Linked DNA regions of Mus musculus: region 1 is linked to region 2. A link is a contact called in public Micro-C data. All regions are on one chromosome and are shown on one strand. The core of a region is the stretch at or near the end of the contact, and the rest is flanking DNA. Distances in the headings are between cores, read along the strand shown.

Region 1 (5,743 bases), core at 3,031-5,530, 73 kb after region 2:
GTGTCTGTACAGAACAACTGCCCAATTAATACCTGTTTATTTATTCAACAGGTGAATTGAGCTTTGTGAAAGCCCCAAACCTCCCCGCCCCCTTACAGGACACATGCAAGATTTGCCCTTGTGTGTGTTTGGAAGAAGTCTAGGCTGTCATTTCCTTTGGGCATCTCTGTGTTCCCCTGTTCTGTATGCTGGCAGAGATCCGAGCCTTTTACTGATGAAAAGTTAACTCTGTAGCTGACTTTCGTCTTTGCGTTGTCTTTACTTGGCTCCAGAGCACAGCTTAGCAGTGGCTGAGCCGCATCAACTGAAAGGAAACTTACTGCATATTTATTTGGGCACAATGACACATTTATTATTTAGTCAACAGATGTCTAAAAGGTTGTATGCCAAAACCCAGGCTAGACCCAGGGGCAGAGCTGATTCATTTTTGTGACCCAGGAAAGAGCCTGTAGTTTTATTTCCTTAAGGAGCATTCCCTGGGCTGGGGAAATGGCTCATTTGTTAAGTGTATGGTGAGCAAGTATAAGGTCCCTAGTTCAGATGCCAGCTCCTTATCTAGGATTTAGACTTACAGAGGAGGGTGGGACTTGTCTTTCGGAGGTGGACCGATAAAACAGAGGCCAGAGGTGGGAGTGACGAGATCACATTCTGAGATGGGCTAACCTAGAATGGAAGGTTTTGAAGTGGCTGTGTTTAAGCCACATTGTGATGGAAAAAAGGGACGTCAATGACCAGTCAAAGTTTACCTAGTGACCATTTAGATCCAGCTATGAGTCTCTGTTGATGGACTGCCGAGGTCACATTGGCTTATGGCTGTGTCTGTGAGGGGTTGTCTGCATTGACTGATCCTGGGGAGCCATCCCTTCACATAAGGAAGCTGAAGCATGACCCAGTGCACACTGATGCATGGCTTCTGCCTGAAGCATGACCCAGTGCACACTGATGAATGGCTTCTGCCTGAAGCATGACCCAGCGCACATTGATCCATGGCTTCTGCCTGCAGGCTCCTGCCCTGACTTCGTTCAATGACGGATTATGAGCTGGAAATGTTAGATAAAATAAACCCTTTCCTTCCCTGGTTGCTTTTGGCCAGAGGGGTTTATCATAGCAACAGGACGAAACTAGAAACACCTAGTATGGTAGTTAATATGGATTGTCAGCTGGAAAGGATCTAAAATCTTCTAGGAGACAGGCACACTTGTGAGGGGTTATCAGCATCCGGGAGGAAGGCCCACTCACAGAGGGTGGTACATTCTATGGACGGGTGTTTCCCACGGAGTAAGAGGGAGAAAGGAGCTGAGGATAGGTTCATCTCCCTCTGCTTCTGACTGTGGATGCCATGTAACCAGGCGCCTCTCAAGCTCCCTGCCAAGATGGACTGCCCTGGAATTTCGAGCCAGAATGACCCCCTTTCTCTTTTCAGTTGCTTTTGTCAGTGTATTCAACAGCATCACCACCACCGTTATCATAATGTGTGTGCTTGCTTGCACGTGCCATGGCGTGCACGTGGAAGAGGGCAACTTTGCAGAATCGGTCTCTCTACGTCCACCTTTAAACAGGTCTCAGGATTGAATTCAGGTGACCAGGCTTTTGTCATTGGCCAAGCAAGTGTTTTTTCCCATGGAGCTGTCCCACTAGCCCCTTGGGTTTTTTTTTTTTTTTTTTTTTCTTAAATCAGCAACAGGAAAAATAAATTGACACCTGTCAAAGTGGTGGAGACTGGCGGGGGCAGCAGAGCTCCCCAGAGGTTACTTTGTTATGACACGGTAATACTTCCTATGTGTTCACGTGAGCCCTGTGTGAAGGTTGTGGGTAGGTTGGTACATAGAGGGTGTACTGGCTGGTTTTGTGTCAACTTGACACAGGCTGGAGTTATCACAGAGAAAGGAGCTTTAGTTGGGGAAGTGCCTCCATGAGATCCAGCTGTGGGGTATTTTCTCAATTAACGATCGAGGGGGAAAGGCCCCTTGTGGGTGGTGCCATTCCTGGGCTGGTAGTCCTGGGTTCTATAAGAAAGCAAGCTGAGCAAGCCAGGGGAAGCAAGCCAGTAAGTAACACCCCTCCATGGCCTCTGCATCAGCTCCTGCTTTCTGACCTGCTTGAGTTCCAGTCCTGACTTCCTTTAATGATGAACAGCAATGTGGAAGTGTAAGCCGAACAAACCCTTTCCTCTCCAACTTGCTTCTTGGTCATGATGTTTGTGCAGGAATAGAAACCCTGACTAAGACAGAGGGCTAAGTGCAGCAGAGGTCTGAGTGGAAGGAACTGAATGGGTCAGATGGAGAGAGACATGGAGCTAGAAGTCCAAGTTAATTGACAGTTGTGTTAGTCGGCGTGACTGTTGTCAGTTGTTCTTTGGAGTTCTGGATCCTGCAAACATCTACCAGTGCACATGGCCTTTAAGTGTGTGCTGCGGCCAGGTATCTCAGTCATGAGTTCTTCAGAGGCAATGCGCCGTGTTGGAAGACAAGTGTTATAAAACAAAGGTGTTTTGTTTGTAAGGAGCACTGGATTAGAAATGGAATAACCCGCAGTCTGGGCTGCTCCCGCTACTTACCACCATCCCTTAAGCATATCACTGATGTCTCAGACTGAGTCTGGTTGTTAGGCTGGTAAAATAATTCTCATCCAACCCTTCACAGAGTGGGTGAATCTGATGCTTGAGAGAGACAACAGAAGAAGCAGGCCTTGAAGCTGGAAAGGTACGGTCTTACTGGTGGGATTGTGCTGGCCATCACAGGTTTTCTGGCCGAGCAGGGCCACCTCTTGAGCCTGCCGGAGGATGCGGCGCTGTCCACTACATGGGTGCTGACTCGTGCTACTTTGTTGGCTTAGAAACATTTTTGTTGTTGCCTTATTTTTTGTTTGGAGACAGGGCCTCGTGTGCGTGGGACGGCTTCCAGTTTTCTGTGTAGCCGAGGATGACCTTGAACTCCCGATTCTCCTGCTCTCAGCTCCCAAATGCTGAGACTGCAGGCTTGTGCCAGCACCCTGATTATTGCAGTGCCGAGGACTGAACCCAGGGTTTCGTGTGTGCTGAGCAAGCATTCTGCCAGCTGACCTCCATCTCCAGTCCTGGGGCCATGCTTTCAAGGCAGTTACTCATTTCGTAGCCAGAGATGGAGAGCCTTCTTACCAGACGTGGATGGAAAAGTTAGACACAGATAGTCATGCAAATGTCTTCTTCTCTGAGAATATCTCTCAGCATAATGATGAACAGCTCCAAACCAGAAAAACAAGTGTCAGAATCTAGCCAACTGGCTGGCCAGGCACTCTTGCATGGTTCACCTGTCCTCAGGCAGTAGGCAGAGATCCAGGAGAACCTCTATTAGCCTGGGATTAATAAATGAGCCAGCAGCACTGTCCAGGTAATAGCCAGTCACAAAAGCCCATGGCTGCTGGGGCATAGCAGAACCTTGCTTGAGATCTTCCAGCTTTTAACTTTATCAGTAATACATATCTATATCTATCTGTATATATACACATTATATATGTGCGTATATTATATATATTATATATATATATATATATATATATATATATATATATATTTGTTATATATTAAGAGTAGTGCCTAATCTTTGGCTGTTGACGTATGCTAAGCATCATGCTAAGTGCTGCCTTGCCTTTTCCATTTACAGGGCGGATGACATAGATCTCGTTCTCTTGTTAGGGAGTCTAAACTCAAGGAGTACCTCAGATGATGTGTGCTATGTGGAAAAGCTGGGACCAAAACCACAATCTCAAGAGCCTGCTTTAAAACAAAAAAACAAAAAAAACCAGCAATTTTTCTTATTTCTACAACTGCAGAATGCTTCCTGTCTTAGTCTGAGGGCTTCTCACAGCACCGTGGGGCCTGCGAGCTCTTTTTTTTTTTTTTTTGTGGACAGCCTTATCACAATGCAGTGGCCCCAGCTCACTGCAGCTCTCTTTTCCTCAGAGCCCATGACTGACATCCTGCTGGCTGCTCGGGGGCCGGTGAGCAAATGGATGTCAGTGAAGAGCGCTGCAGAGACCGACTCTTGCCAGCTATGCTCCCTAGTCCATAAGGAGCTATTGGATGAGAGGTTTTTCTAGGTCTCATGGAGTGGCTGGGCAGCATCTGGTCTGCTAGGGTTTCTGGGTGGATGAGCATCAGCATCTTCTCTTAAAAGCCCTTTCTAAAAGTGCCGTCTCACATTCCCAATCAGTTTGCTAAGCTGTTTTTATAGACAGTGCCTTGTTTGGTGTCTGTCATGACCCTGGGAGACAGGTGTTAGGAATCTGCATGTGCAGGCTGGGAACTAACTAGTCTGGGGGTGTGAGTCACTGCCCAGGGCCCCACAGCTGGTCAGTGGCAGAGCCAGGCCTCCATGCTGCATTTCTATTTCAGCTTCACTCTAACCAGGCTTACCCAGGTTTCTCCTTCCCCGTGCTTTGCTAAAGCTGTTCTTAAGTGTTCTGTATACTGTATCTATAAGCCCTTGGGACCTGCAGGAATGATTAATTTAATGTGTTTTGTGCTACGAACTGTTTCTGAACCAGTAAATAAAAGATCACACGGCAGCTTCTTGTCTTGGATTCAGCCAATACATATCTCCCCCAGATGATATACACGATGCACATGTCCTTTACAGGAGATTCCTGGGCCACCAGCAGCCCTCTTATCTGGAAAGCAACAACAACAACAAAACAAACAAAAAAACCCACAAGGCTTTTATAGTTGACAAATCATGAAGTTTATATAATTTCTCCTAAAAGTTGACCATTGAGTTCTTGGTCAGGAACACAGCTCCTGTGATAACTGTTTCCATGGAGACATTAGCCTTGGCCCTCAGTTCGGCTTGCAGTACCTTTGCTGGGAGTGGAGAGAGCTGCTGTAGAAGACTGAGGACTGGTTGCAGGCCTCACCTCTCTCAAGATTGCCTACGATTTCTGAAGGAAGCTCATTTCCTTTTTTGGGTTCCTCAGTTTTCTTCTGACTGAATAGGATTTCCCTTTGAGATCCAGGTGGTGTCCTTTATTCACAATTTTTCCATGAGATAATAACATGGAATGAACACTTTCATGTGCAGGTCTAGACAGACCCTTTTAAGTGTTTACTAGCTTCACTGGGGGTGTGCAGATCTGGTTTCATTCAGGCTACTTGGGCTAGTTCTTCTGTTAAGGAGACCCACAGACCCCATACTCCCACAGTAGCTGAGCCCTGGTGGAGGGTGATTTCTTATGTGTCAGTCCAGAGTGAAGGGGGTCTAGGCCTGGTGTCATCAACAAGTGACTTCCACTTGGTGACTGAAGGTAAATGCTTCATTTCACCTTCCTCAGTGGGAAGAACCAGGGTACAAGGGGTCCTATCACTCTATGGTGAAGACCTTGAATCCCCCTGAGGTCAGATCTCAGTGCTGTGGACACATATAGCTGCAAAGGAGGCTAGGAAATATCTTTAATTGGGAGACCGTGTGCCCAGCAAGGTCGGTGGTGGAAAGGAAATGGAACACTGGGGAAGATGGTAGCCAGCCATTGTGGTGGCAATGGCAAAGTGGTTAGTTGATCTGGAGCTAGAGTGAATGAGAACCAGGGAATCCCTAAATCAGGAACCAGAAGTGTGGCAACCACTGAAACCAGGACAAGTACATCTAGAGCCATCTAGAGATCAGAGCACTTCACTGCTCACAGTCAGCAGCCAGCTTGTACCCAGGCAGCAGAAAGGACTCTTAATCCAAAAAATCTTAAGTTGTCAGCAAGAGGAAGCAAGCTCACCAAT
Region 2 (5,948 bases), core at 304-2,803:
TCGGGGACTGATGATGTCCATCCTTCAGTGGCTTAAACTTGGTGCACAAAGTGCATATCCACAGATGCTGCTTGCCAAGGAGGCCTCTCAAGACCCTCTGAAAGGTTTGTTGACTGCATGTGTCTGGGAGCCGAGGAAGGTTTCAGAACAGATGACGCCATCTGAATATGCATTGGTTTGGAAGTTTCAGTAGGATGGGGAAAGAGAAACTGGAGAATGTGGTGGACACCGGGCAGGGAGGGTAGGCAGCACCAGCATGGCAGACAGACACTGCAAGCTTGAGGACCACAAGAAGAGGCAGTAGTGGGCCAATTCTGAGCTTTCTCCCCGTCTCCAGGCTGACATGTAGCTCGGTCACACGGGTGACCGCACCCTTCCTGAAGTTTGTGCCATGTGTCATCACGGCACAAAATGTTACTCTGTGACTGAGAACAGGGCTACTGAGTCAACAGCTTTCCTAAAATGACGGGTTTGGGGAGGAAATTAAAATTAAAAATTAGCACTTGCTGACAAGCCTGAGCACCTGAGTTGGATCCGTGAGAGCCTCTTTGTAGAGAGAAATAACTGATTCTTGAAAGTTGTCCCCTGGTCTCCACACCCTTATTGTGGCACAAAACCTTCCCCCAACTAATACAATCAATCAATCAATGTATGCTAAGGAAAATTAAGCCAAAGCCACTTGAGAAACAGATATCCTCAGACAACACTTTTGCCAACTTGGTGGTATCAAATTATTAGACATTAAGGACCTGTGCGTAAGGATTCAGTTGATTATAGGATCCACTCTCAATTCTGTGACCTTGAGTGGAGGAGAGAACATAGTTTATCTGGCCTCAGCTTCTTTATCGAGAAAATGGCATAATAATTTCTACCTCAGCACCAGCAGTAAAGAGTCAATGGATAAAATGTGCAGTGGTCCTGATGAGGGCCCTCAGAGCATCGCTGCCTTCTCTTCTTCCTGTGAGGTCCTTTAAGAGTTAACTCACAGAACAAATAGGCACAAAACCTGTGGCGTTTGGAAGAAGCTTGTGGGTGGACTTCCAGGCAGAAAGGGAAGTAGCTCGAGATACCACCCCATTAATGCTGACTAACTCCCCTGGAATTAAGTGAAGGACAAAGGAGCTTAATTCAGTGGGATCTCAAAGAAACAGTGTGTGTGTGTGTGTGTGTGTGTGTGTGTGTGTGTGTGTGTGCGCGCTTGTGAATCCTTTCCAAAGCCCACAGCCTCCTCAACAGGGCAGGGCCACCGTGGGTGGAACTAAGGGTTTCAGAACAATGGCAGGGATTCTAATCTCTCAGAAGAGCAGGGTAGCTGGGAGGCAGAGGAAGGTTGGGGTGGGTAGACTTCCCTGTGACTCTCCAGCTCTGGACTAAAGTGCTCAGGTTTGGGGAGGTTCCCAAGGTTCCTTGGCCATGCTGAATCAAGTGTCAGCCTAGGCTGATTCACAGCTTGAGACGCTGGCAGCTTGCAGCAGACCGGCGGGCCGGGCCGGCAGCCCAAGAGTGAGCTCATTAGCCACAGTGGACCCTAAGCTATGCCGAGTCGCCCAGGCTGCTTCGGTCTGTGAGGCATAGAAGCTTCGTGCCTGAGTCAGGACTGCACCAGCTTCCCAAATCACTGTCTCTGGAAGGGAGTTCCAAAGGCACTTGTCACTGAGTTCTTGGTGGTCCCAACATCCTGTCACAATTCTCTGCAAAAGGCTAATGACAAGTGATGTCATTCTATCCCTTAGTGAAAAGAGCACATGATTATATTCATGAAGTAGAAGCCCAGCCTTGGTCAGACACTGGGCCCCAGTCTGAGGTTTTGAAAATGTGGTTGTCATTAACAAGCCAGATGGAGACCTTCCTGTCTGCGGTACAAAAATCCACAAGACACAGCTGGCCTGCCTGACCTCAAAAAGGGCTTCTAGAAGAGTTTCTGTCCCGGAGAGAGGCAGACAGCAAGACAACCAGAGTACATTCATGCAAGGCCTTGGGCAATGGGGCATGTCTGTAATCTCAGCACTTGGGAGGCTGAGGCAAGGGGATCCGAAGTCCAAATCCAGCTTGTGTTGTGCTCTGAGGTACCGTCTCAAAAGATAAAAAGTATATATGAAAGAAAAAAGGAAGGCAGGAAAACATTCATACATGTGCACACACCCCATCTGTACACACACACACACAAACACACACGCAGACATGCACATACACATATACATACATACATACATACATATTCACACACATTGTCTATTTTTTTTAAAAATCAAAAAACAAAAGATATTCCTCCAAGGAAATCTGATGATTTATCTGATGACCAACTGGGCTACAGAACACCAGAGTTTAATGATGTCCCTTAAGGACAACCACATACCGAGAAGGTGTCTCTTGGGTGTGGGTGACTTGAAATAATCACCATTTGCTAACTTGTTCTTCCAGGGAAGTGTGTCAGCCTTGGGTGAGCGAGTCTACCACTGGAGTACGCACTTTTCCTCAGAGAGGCGCCTGCTCTCTCAAGCATCTCTCCATGGCTCACGGTGGTTTGATGAGTCACGTTAGTGAGCTGCCTTTGAAACAGAGGTTCCTTCCCAGAATCCTCTTCTAAAACACTTCCATAATGCTGTTATGTTACTAGTCTTGCAGGAGTTCAAGAAGGCTGAATTCTGCATCCTATTGGGTGTCTTCCCCTTTCTTTTCCTTTCTTCTCCCTCTTTGTCCCTTCTCTCCTCTTCTGATGAACACATGCCATGTACCGGAGGGCAGGATGGAATGGTCTTGTAGACTTGATCTAGGTCCTTTGCTGGCTTCCTTCATGAGTCAGACATGGTTTAAGACCTGTCTTCCTGGCTAAGCTTGGTGCAGGCTGGTGATGTCAGCTACCTGGGAGCCTGGGGCCCTTTGGGAATGGAGAGCTGAATGACAGCCACTCTCCTCACAAAAGTCCCTCTTTATTTAGAAATCCCATATGCTTGGCTTTTACCTTCTTAAGAAATATGGGGTCAGGGCAACTTTCCATTCCAAACTGAATAAGGCAAAATACATGTGTGTTGCATGAGTTTGTGATCTTAATACTTCATTCTGTAGAATGCAGGAACAGCATGAGTCTCTCTGGGTCACCATTAGCATTGCCTCTGATAGGATGACAGTGAGGCCCTTTGACTGGATGTTGTCCACTTGATACCCATGACTCCTGCCTTACTGTGATCAGAGTCTTGAGAATATGGAGGTACTCCTGTGACTACAGAGGTCACATCATAACCAGACCTTCACAAGCCCTGTGTGATGTCAAGCACAAATCCTTGATGTGGGACCAAGTCTTGGTTGAATTAAGATGTTTATTGACATCCCACAGACAAAGCCTTGGTGCTGATATGGGAGCTAAAGGGATCCCTCCCTGTTCCTAGACAAGGCCCAGATTTTCCTAGACCTTGACTATAGCAAAACCCCACAGTCCAAGGTTAACCCTGAGAAGAAATCAGAAAATTGGTAGCCATGCATGGTGGCGCATGCCTTTAATCCCAGCACTTGGGAGGCAGAAGCAGGTAGATCTCTGTGAGTTTGAGGACAGCCTGGTCTACAGAGTGACTTCAGGTACAGTTGGGGCTATGTAAAGAGATCCCATTTCAAGGAGAGAGACAAAGAGACAGAGAGTCTGGGATCTGGTAGGCAGAGGTAACAGAAAGGCCAGGCATGGCATGCTCTTCTGAAGTTGTTCCCTCTAAGGTGAAGCATTCCCGCCTGGAGAGAGGCAGGAAGAGGGAGGTGCCTCAGACCCCCTGGAGTTAAGAAATATCCTCAAAGGCTTTGCAAGGTCATGAAACTTAGCAGCCTCAGGAAGCTCAGGAAGTTACAGGCTTCACACCCCCTTTCTGGGTCATCTGACAGTAAACAGTTGCCAGGGAAAGGGGGACTCTGTGAGTTATCCTTGGCTCTCCAGGGATACAAGCTTTTCCAGGTTGTCATCCAAGCTGGATGAGCCTTTAGTCACAGTGATCCCGGAGGTAACCACGGTAGCCTCACTGGTTCCCATAGCTAGATTTGGGTGGAATGATCTCTTTAATTGCTTGCTGGCGCCCTATGTCAGGTGAACAGACATTTATTTGTTCATGCCTTCCCAGGAGCTGGGATATGAGGGAGCATATCACAAAGAAGATAAGGATCTAGGAAAATGATTCTGACTTTGAGAAGAGAGAAGCCATCACGGAAATAAATGAAGACGGTGTGTTCCTAGCAACAATCCACAGTTGGCCTGACAATCTTAAGAAGCCGCTGGTTTATCTCCCTTCTTCTTCCCAAGTTGCCCCGCTGGCACTTGCAGATCACAAATTTCAGCCGGGTCCAAGCTATTGTCTCTGCATGGAGGGAAGCTTGCCCAGTCTGTGAGTTTCCAGAAAGGACTGCGGCTTCTATTCCTTCCCCATTGTTGAAGGCTTAAAATAACTTTTCTTCACGCAAAAGTGGCATCTCCCATGGAAACGTTGACTGACTTAGAGCCACTCTCAGGAAGTAGCTAGTCTTCAAATCTCAGCGCACACTGCACCTTGGGACTGTTGGCTCAAACAGGAGCCCGGCCTGCTTGAAGGCCTCCACCCACATTTTCCTTCCTAAGGCAAAAAGTGTCTGATTAATGTTTATTTTCCTTCTCAGTCAAGGGCTTTGTGTTCTGCCGTTGGAGGGGGGGGGGGACTGTTATGATTCAGCTCAAGGGGATCTCAGCCATGAAAGAGACTTAGAAACCACTGGGTTGCTGACAAATGGCAGTGTCTCTCCTATCTGGAGCCTCTTAAGATTATCCCCGTCAAGAGTTCTGTTCTCTTTCCTGAAGATGCACGAGAGAAACACAAAAGAAAAAAACATAGGCAGCTTCTCTCCGGAGCATTCTTACTGCCTCTGCACTGCAATGTACTGAACATCATTTGGGGGAAAGTCTATGCTGTCTTTTTATACTTGGAGAAAAATAAACAAAAATATGGAATGAAGATCAGAATCCCAACTAAGCATGAGGCTCCTGGCCTGGGTGATAGTGTCTGAGATCTGAATTTAATCAGTGTTGATAACCGGTCCTACTCCCTCCACCCCCTTTGCCCCAGGAAGTGGTGAGCCAGGGACCTTCTCTCTCTCTCCCTAGACATCCACTGAATGGCACCTCAGAAGGGAACCCTCAGACAAGATACAAAGAGACACCAAAGCAGAAAGCAGCAGACAGAAACCAGTTCTGGCAGCGGTGGCCCCAAGCCTGGCTCTTCCCCAGGGCTGGGGTTCTGGCTATATTCTTCTGGGAGACACATAACCTTGGAGGAAGGGTGAGTAGACAGGCTCTGCTCTGACTCACACACAAAAGAGGACTCATTGTTTTTCCTTTGGCTGCCTAAGTAAACCAGAGCACAGGCTCCAGTCACCCGGCCTGCCATGTCGGGGACTCGAGTCTCACTTCACTACTTCCTAACAGTGGACACGTCGAGCCTGGCACTCTTCAACTGGAAAAGAGAGGCAGCAAGATGCTGACTTAGCAAGTTTAAACCAAATACCGTAGAGAACAGAGCCCTATGCCATGTTAAAGGGGCCAGGTCGGTAATGCTGAATTCAGTTTGCAAAGCTCATGGCTGCTTTCATTCTATTTTATTCTCACAGTTTGTAACTCCTTTCTTGAAGAGTGGTGGGGGACACACAGACACAGACACACAGACACAGACACACACACATACACACAGACACAGACACAGACACAGACACACACACACACACACACACACACACACACACACAGCACTCTCCAGAAAGCCATTTCTTTCATACCATTAGTTTATCCCCACAGCTGGGTTCACATCCTATACTCTGAGAGCCAGGGTGAGCATTTGAAAGTACCCTGCCTCAGGATTCAGCTAACACACTTTTCGGTTAAGGACCTCAGTTTCACTGAATCTTTCTCAGGCACCTCTTGTCTCTCTCAACAGGGGATCTAAGGG

The links. Hi-C and Micro-C count contacts between places; a contact is called where the count stands out from the background.
Region 1: a contact with region 2 is called in a Micro-C map of muscle stem cells, with 4 times the contacts expected there. The contact joins two enhancer-like sites. A contact is called at or near these places in 11 of 39 promoter capture datasets (the 3T3-L1 cell line, 3T3-L1-derived adipocytes, the HPC-7 cell line and 5 more), 2 of 15 datasets of contacts at CTCF or cohesin (the NIH/3T3 cell line and embryonic stem cells), 15 of 484 Hi-C or Micro-C datasets (the C2C12 cell line, the HL-1 cell line, bone marrow-derived macrophages and 7 more), 7 of 115 datasets of contacts at active chromatin or transcription factors (the NIH/3T3 cell line, double positive thymocytes, embryonic fibroblasts and 3 more) and 4 of 9 other capture datasets (adipose tissue, embryonic stem cells, liver and 1 more).

What each region holds. Positions count from the first base shown.
Region 1 is chr7:113,216,766-113,222,508 of GRCm38.p6, forward strand. All of the region lies in intron 1 of Arntl (aryl hydrocarbon receptor nuclear translocator-like), which reads left to right. Among named protein-coding and RNA genes, the nearest start is that of Arntl, 12 kb to the left of the region's middle. Within about 2 kb of position 4,281, at least 12 of the 459 cell types and tissues checked have an H3K27ac peak or open chromatin away from gene starts, as enhancers often do. A contact at or near this core is called in muscle stem cells, where this site is marked.
Region 2 is chr7:113,146,403-113,152,350 of GRCm38.p6, forward strand. It overlaps Gm33659 (a long non-coding RNA gene), which reads left to right and starts at 5,199. Exons shown (of 3, transcript XR_378433.2): 1 at 5,199-5,285. Within about 2 kb of position 1,554, at least 142 of the 459 cell types and tissues checked have an H3K27ac peak or open chromatin away from gene starts, as enhancers often do. A contact at or near this core is called in muscle stem cells, where this site is marked.